Linked DNA regions of Rattus norvegicus: region 1 is linked to region 2. A link is a contact called in public Hi-C data. All regions are on one chromosome and are shown on one strand. Each heading gives the region's core, a stretch centred on a gene start, on an enhancer-like site or on the middle of the called end of the contact. The rest is flanking DNA. Distances are from core to core; before and after follow the strand shown. Region 1 holds the start of Cntfr (ciliary neurotrophic factor receptor). Region 2 overlaps Dnai1 (dynein, axonemal, intermediate chain 1).

What was found. Hi-C and Micro-C count contacts between places; a contact is called where the count stands out from the background.
Region 1: a Hi-C map of prefrontal cortex shows a contact between it and region 2, with 8 times the contacts expected there. The contact joins the promoter of Cntfr here to the enhancer-like site in region 2. A contact is called at or near these places in 8 of 12 Hi-C or Micro-C datasets (Schwann cells, frontal cortex, kidney and 4 more) and 1 of 1 datasets of contacts at active chromatin or transcription factors (oligodendrocytes).

What each region holds. Positions count from the first base shown.
Region 1 is chr5:61,655,173-61,658,314 of GRCr8, reverse strand. Cntfr (ciliary neurotrophic factor receptor) reads left to right here and starts at 1,397. Exons shown (of 10, transcript NM_001003929.2): 1 at 1,397-1,561.
Region 2 is chr5:61,569,493-61,572,678 of GRCr8, reverse strand. It overlaps Dnai1 (dynein, axonemal, intermediate chain 1), which reads right to left. Exons shown (of 20, transcript NM_001024342.1): 11 at 2,852-2,969; 12 at 2,512-2,555. Among named protein-coding and RNA genes, the nearest start is that of Enho, 28 kb to the left of the region's middle. Within about 2 kb of position 1,383, at least 50 of the 93 cell types and tissues checked have an H3K27ac peak or open chromatin away from gene starts, as enhancers often do. A contact at or near this core is called in Schwann cells and prefrontal cortex, where this site is marked.

The DNA.
Region 1 (3,142 bases), core at 148-2,647, 86 kb before region 2:
GCCATGGAAGTGAAAGCGAAAAGCCCCGGCAGTGGCGGGAAGGTTTTTCCTCTGCAGTAGAGTCTCTGAGGCATTTGTTGGGAAAGGGCCCGGGCGCTGTAGGCAGCCTGCTGGGGAAGGGTGTGAAGAAACAGCGAGGTATTTCCCTCCCCTAGCCCTCAGCCGTGGAACAGTTCCCTGGAGGCGCAAGGCCCAGGGATTATGGGTCAAAGGCCAGTCGAAAAATTCAAGGGGGTGGACCTCTGGTTTCTGCCTTTAGCACCCCCCTTTCTAATGCGCTTTCGTGTGGCCTCGGGAGTTGATCAGGTTGTCAAATCTTAATCTCCCATATTGCAGACAGAACAGGGGCCTAGGTCTAGTGAAGTGAACACCCCGCCCCAAGGTGTGTGTGTGTGTGTGTGTGTGTGTGTGTGTGTGTGTGTGTGTGCGCGCGCGCGCGCTCCAGAGCCAAGCTCAGTTCACAGAGGGTTATGCTCTGCCCTGCAACCGTCCGACCAGGCAGTTAAGTCCCAACTTCTCTATCCCCCTCCTGGAGGCTGCTTTTCAGGCCCGATATCCCGGGGACGGCAGAGAGTCGTAGTAATGACAGGGCCTGGGCATCCATCCTGGTCCATTGGAGTCATGGAAGCATAAAGCCGGTTAACTCGGACAAGGGACCAGAAGGGGGGTGTCTTTGATGAGGTGGTAGGAACAGGGGAGAAGTGAGCGGGCTGGTTTAATGGGGACTTGGGGCTCTGCCTCGTACTCCTCTAGAGGATGCTAGCTAGAAGGACCCCAGAGTTGGTCCCGGGTGTGTCAGAGTGTCGGTGCGAACAGAGGGGCAGAACAGACGACTGTGTGCAGGAGAGACCTGGCCAAAGCTGAGAGTGTGATGAGCGATCACTTGGGGGTGGGTGCGCGCCCGGCCGCCCTAGGAGAGCGGGAGGAGTGGGTGTGGGTGTGCGCGCGCGTTTGTAAGACCCGCGGCCCGAGCGCGCGTGAAGCACGGGGTCCATAGCGGTCCAGAGGGCGCGCCGGAGAAAGGGCGAATGCGAGGGGGCCACGCGTGCCAGTGCGGGCGAGCGTGCCAGCGGGGGGTAGGGCGCCTGCCAGCGCGGGGCGAGTGGGAGTGGGGGCTCACAGGCCTGCGCGGGCAAGCGTGCCCCCGCCAGTGTGCCGCGCGTGCCAGGCGCGGGAACGTGCCAAAGCGGAGGCGCGCGGGGGCCGTGGCGGGGAGGGGGGTCGTGGTGCGCGGCAGCGGAGGCGCGGGGGAGACAAGGCGAGAGGGGGAGGGGAGCAAGGGCGCGCGCGGCCGAGCGGGCGCCCGCGGTCACATGGGCGAGGGAAGGAGGGAGGGAGCGCGCGAGGGAGGGAGGAGGATGGGGGGGTTAAAGCCGCGGAGAGCAGAGGAGCCGGTGCAGAGCGGGCGGCGGCGGCGGCAGTGGAGGCGGCGGCTCCAGCCGGCGCGGCGCGGGGTTCGGCAGTGGGATCCGGCCGCAGTGCTCACTCCGCGCTCCTGCCTCCCTCACCGCCTGCAGCGGCCGAAGGGCGCGGCGCGGAGCCCGAGTGGCCCGAGGGCGCGGTGAGTGTTCCGCGTCGGTCTGCGCGAGGCTTGACCCTCGAACGCTCAGGCGGACAGATCCGCGGCCCTCGTGCGTGCGGGTAAAGTGTGGGGACACGCGTGGGCCCCGCGGTCGGGGGAGGTAGGAAAGTTCACGAGAAACTTTGCCCGTAAACTCGGGGGCGGGGGCACACAAGCAGCAGCCCCCTACGTCCGGGCGCGCCAGGGGTTGGGCGTGGTGGTGGTGGTTGTGGTGGTGGTGGTGGTGGTGAAGCTGGGCGATCGCGGCTGGAGGGAGGTGGCCAGGGCGGTTGGTCCTAGTGTCCCTGTTCTTCCCACCCTTGAGCAGCATGCGCGGGGTCTGGGAAAATTCCAGAGCTAGGGGGTCGCAGTGACCCCCCACGCACCCAAAGCTTGCTTCTTTCTCGAGGGGGAGAAATCTGGACTTCAAAGTGCTCTGGAGTGTAAAGGGATGGCTGCGCTTCTGCCAGAGCCTGGGTATCCGTGTGAATCTGCATGTGGGGCGTGTGTGTGTGTGTGTGTGTGTGTGTGTGTGTGTGTGTGATCCTGCCTGTGGTTTTCTCGTGAGTCCTCCTGGATGTATGTCCACTCAGTGAGTCCCCTTCAGTGTGTCTCTTTGTAACTCCTCTGGTGTGTGTGTTTCCAAGCCTGTGGCATATCCCCAAGTGTCTCTTTTGTGAGTCTGCCCATGTGTGCCTTCTCCGGTGCTTCTGGGTGTCCCCAGGTTGTACAGAGTAGTGTATCTCCCCGTGCGTGGGGGGCTGGGCCGCGAGGAGGTCACCAGACGGACAGCTCTCCTCGACTCCTCTCCTGTGCCTAGCTTCTCCAGCGTCTAGCTCGCTGGCTCCCTGGGCCCCCTCCCCCCTCCAGTAGCTTCAGGCGGGCAGGACTATTTCACGCCTTGTTGAAAATTCAGGATTTTCTTTCTTTCTGTCTAGTCTCTCTGTTTGAGAATTCATCCCCCTCACCCCCCCGCGTGTGTGTGTGTGTGTGTGTGTGTGTGTGTGTGTGTGTGTGTGTACGCACGCACGCGAGTCTAGCACCTTATCTTGCCGGCAACACTGGGCATGTGTCTATATGCTGTGTTTCTTTAACACAAGTTGTTTTGCCTGTGATATATTTGTGTCTGTGTCACAGGATGTATTTGTGTGCTACATCCCCTGAGGTGGTAAGAGTTGAGAATACAGAGTGTTTGTGCCTTAGTCAACTATTGTGTGTCCTGGAGTCAGAAACATAGGGTGTATTTTTGTGTGTCTAACGGTGGGGCTTGCCCAATTGGCTATTCATGGGAATGCAGGGCTAGCTTGGATCTGGGAGGTGAGGGGAACAGTGAGTCTCTGAGTCTCCTATTTTGTCCCTGTCTTCACTCTGACAGCCCACACAAATCCTTTCTGTCGGTTTCCGAGGCTCTAGGAGGGATCAAGATGGAGCTAAGGGTTCAGACTCTGTCAGAACTGATACTCCAGTTGGGACTCTGAGCCTACCCAAAGACTAAAGAGTTTAAAGTTCACACTCAAGACTTCCTGTGGCTCTGGAATTCACACTCGGATTCACACTGGAACACTCAAACTCATTCCAGAG
Region 2 (3,186 bases), core at 134-2,633:
CACAGCATCTCTCATGGGCTCTGCATCAGCTCCTGCCTCCAGGTTCCTGCCCTGCTTGAGTCCCTATCTTGACTTCCTCTGGTGATGAACAGTGATGTGGAAGCATGGAAGTGTAAGTCAAATAAACCCTTTCTTCCCCAAGTTGCTTTTGTCTGGTTCTGACAGCAATAGTAATCCTACCTAAGACACTACATAATTTTTCTGTGGCTGAGTCCCAGAATAAAAACTTAGGAATTTCAGGGGGAATGAAGCCTAAGAGGCCTGGACTGTGCCTGCCGGGGTCAAACTCAGCAGTAAGCCGAGTCCTCATTCAGCATTTCTCTTCAGGCATTTTTTTTCTCCCTGTGGGTTTCGTTGTGAGGGAAGCTGGTGAGAGCAACTGCTCCTCCCAGTGACCCTGTCCACAACCAGGTGTGGCCTCAGCTTGCACTTCTCCTTCCATGGAGCATGGGACATAGCATGGAACTCTGCACACTGCAGACCATCTCAGGGGCCCTGCTCAGGCCTGAAGCTGGTACCGTAATCGATGGTCATCTGAAAGCTGGCTGGTAACTCCTGTGACACCAGCACGGAGCCCTGTCCCTGCCACTGGCTTCCGTCCAGATTTCCCATCTCCCCTGCTCTGCTCAGGCCCTCTGAGGGATCTGCAGGAAAGTCAGGAGAAGAAGGCAGCAATGGCTGGCCTGACGTGTAATGCTTTTGCAGCACACCGGGCTCTTCTCTCATGCAGGCCTCCTGACAGCTCTGAGATGGAGGCCTCGCTAGCTGTCGGTCTTGCCATGATGCTAATGAGGAGACAAGGGCACTGAGAAGTGATCCTCCAGAGGGAGGTCTGTAGCTGCCTGTGGGTACCACTGGGGCTGTGCCTCTGAAGACCAAGGAGAGACAAAGAAACAATTCCTGGGTGAGTGCTTGCCCAAAGGAGGCCAGTGAGCTGCCAACTTGAGGCCATTCCCTCATGGAAGGCATTACCTTTCTCTGACTAAGGATACCTCACATGGATGGCCTCCACATGACCTTGCTTCTAACCATCCCTAGAAGACGGTCTGCAATGTGCGGAGTTTCTCCTCCCACCTTCTGCAGAGGCTCCCATCCTCTCACCTCAGTCTCAAGCAGAGAGTCTGGGCCTCACATGAGGGTCCACACCCACTCCTGGGAGGGCCTACCCAACCCTCAGGCTCTGTTCCAGGCCCAGTAGCTGCAGCAGAGGGGGGAGGGATGTTCTAGTTCCCTGCCAGAGGGCGAGAGTCCCATTTGGCAGGAGCCCACCTTCAGGAGTAGGGACACAAAGCAGGCATTTAGGGCATCCTCAAAGGCAGCTCAGACCACAGAACTGGGAGCGGCTCCAAGGTTTCCTCCCTGAGAGGAATGACAAACACCAACTCCTCCGGACGCCCTCCCCTGAATCCCTACCCTGGTCAAAGAACTGATGGGCCATCTAAGAGGCAGTGACCAGGAGCTTGTGTGCCTGCCAGCCAGCAGCAGCTTGAAGAACGGAAGGGTTTTTCTGTTCACAGAAGTGAATCCTCCTAGCCAGAGAACAAGCTGTTAGCATTAGGGAACTGTGCCTGGCTCACTGTGTAGGGCCCTTCCCATTAGGATCAGAGACTATCCAGCACAGTGGTGGGTACTTCTGCTCAGCCCAAATAATAGGAAGGAACAATAAATTGCATGGACAGTTAGCGGCATATGCTGCCTCCCACCTCAAGCATGCCCTGGCAGGCCTGGAACACAGAGAGCTGTGGTCTCCAGCGGCTCAGGAACAGAAGAGTAAACTTCAAGCACTCGCCTTTCCTTACCCCTACCCTGCCGCAGGCCTGGTCAGGAAGGCCAGGTGAGGAAGCAGGGAGAGGTCTCCACCCCACTCTCCAGAGTGACTAAGGTCTTTCTATCTGTCCTTAGCACACCTGCACCAGGTCTCCCAGCCTCCAGCCTCAGGTCTGCCATCCCTTCCTGTACACGACAGGTCCCTGCCCTTCCAGAATCCCTTCAGTTGTGTCCTTTGAGGGATGGCCCTGCCTGCAGACCTGGCCTATGCTGGCCCCTCTGTTGCAGTTTTCCTCTGCATTCTTTGAGGTTCACTCCGCATATTCAGCCGCATTCTTTTAACCAGCATTAACTCCCCATATGAGAGTGGGGCTTCCTATTAGACCAGTGGTTCTCAACCTGTGGGTCCTGACCCCCTTTGACCTTTTTACAGGGGTCACCTAAGAGCATTGGTAAACACATTATATTACAATGTATAACAATAGCAGAATTACAGTTATAAATTAGCAACAGAAATAAATTCTATGGTTGGAGGGTCACCACACACAAGGACCCCATAATAAGGGATCGTGGCATTAGGAAGGTTGAGAACCACAGCATTAGACTGTGAGCTCTCTCAGTGGGCCAGTGAATACATCCTGCTCACCTCTGAATTTCTCACATCTGGCAAAAAGCTCTGGACAGACTAGGAGCCTAGTGTCTGATATTTGCATGAGCAAACAAATGAATAGGTAGATCACTTACAGGAGCCATGTCCCACAGCAAAAAGATCCTTGTACTTTGGATTCCTGCAAAAGAAATGTGAACTCATCGACTAGAAACGGACGCCGCCTTCCCATGGTCAAGAGCTTCTCCTGGGCACTGGTGACTAACTCCTCTACAGACATCCACTGTCTAGCTTAGACTCCTACCATGGTAGACACTAGATGATCTTACAACCCAATAAGGATATAAGTCCTATTTCCCCTACTGTGTCCCATGTCACACTCAAGATATAAAGTGGAATAGAAGAGTCTTATGGCTCAAAATCTGGCCCGTAGTGGGCGTTCTGGGGTGCTAGTTTTGCTGCAATATCTGTACTCACCAGCAGAGGGCGGTGACGGCCAGGCGCTTGGCTTTGTCATTTTGAAACTTCCAGAGAGGCAGCAGCGTACCCTCCTGGTCCCTGTATTCATCAGCAGCATCCTCATAGTACTTAAAATCTTAAACGCAAATAGACACCGTCAGCCAGGGACTGCCACTTTATAGCAAATTGATACCTCTTTGGGAAAGACAATGAATCTCTTTGTGTTTGGGGCTGGAAATAATAGTAGTACCTATCTCAAAGAACTACTGTGAGAATACGGGTTGAGTTTAATATATGCAAAGTGTCTAGAAAAATGCCAGACACATACATCTCTGTATATTAGTCGCTGGGAC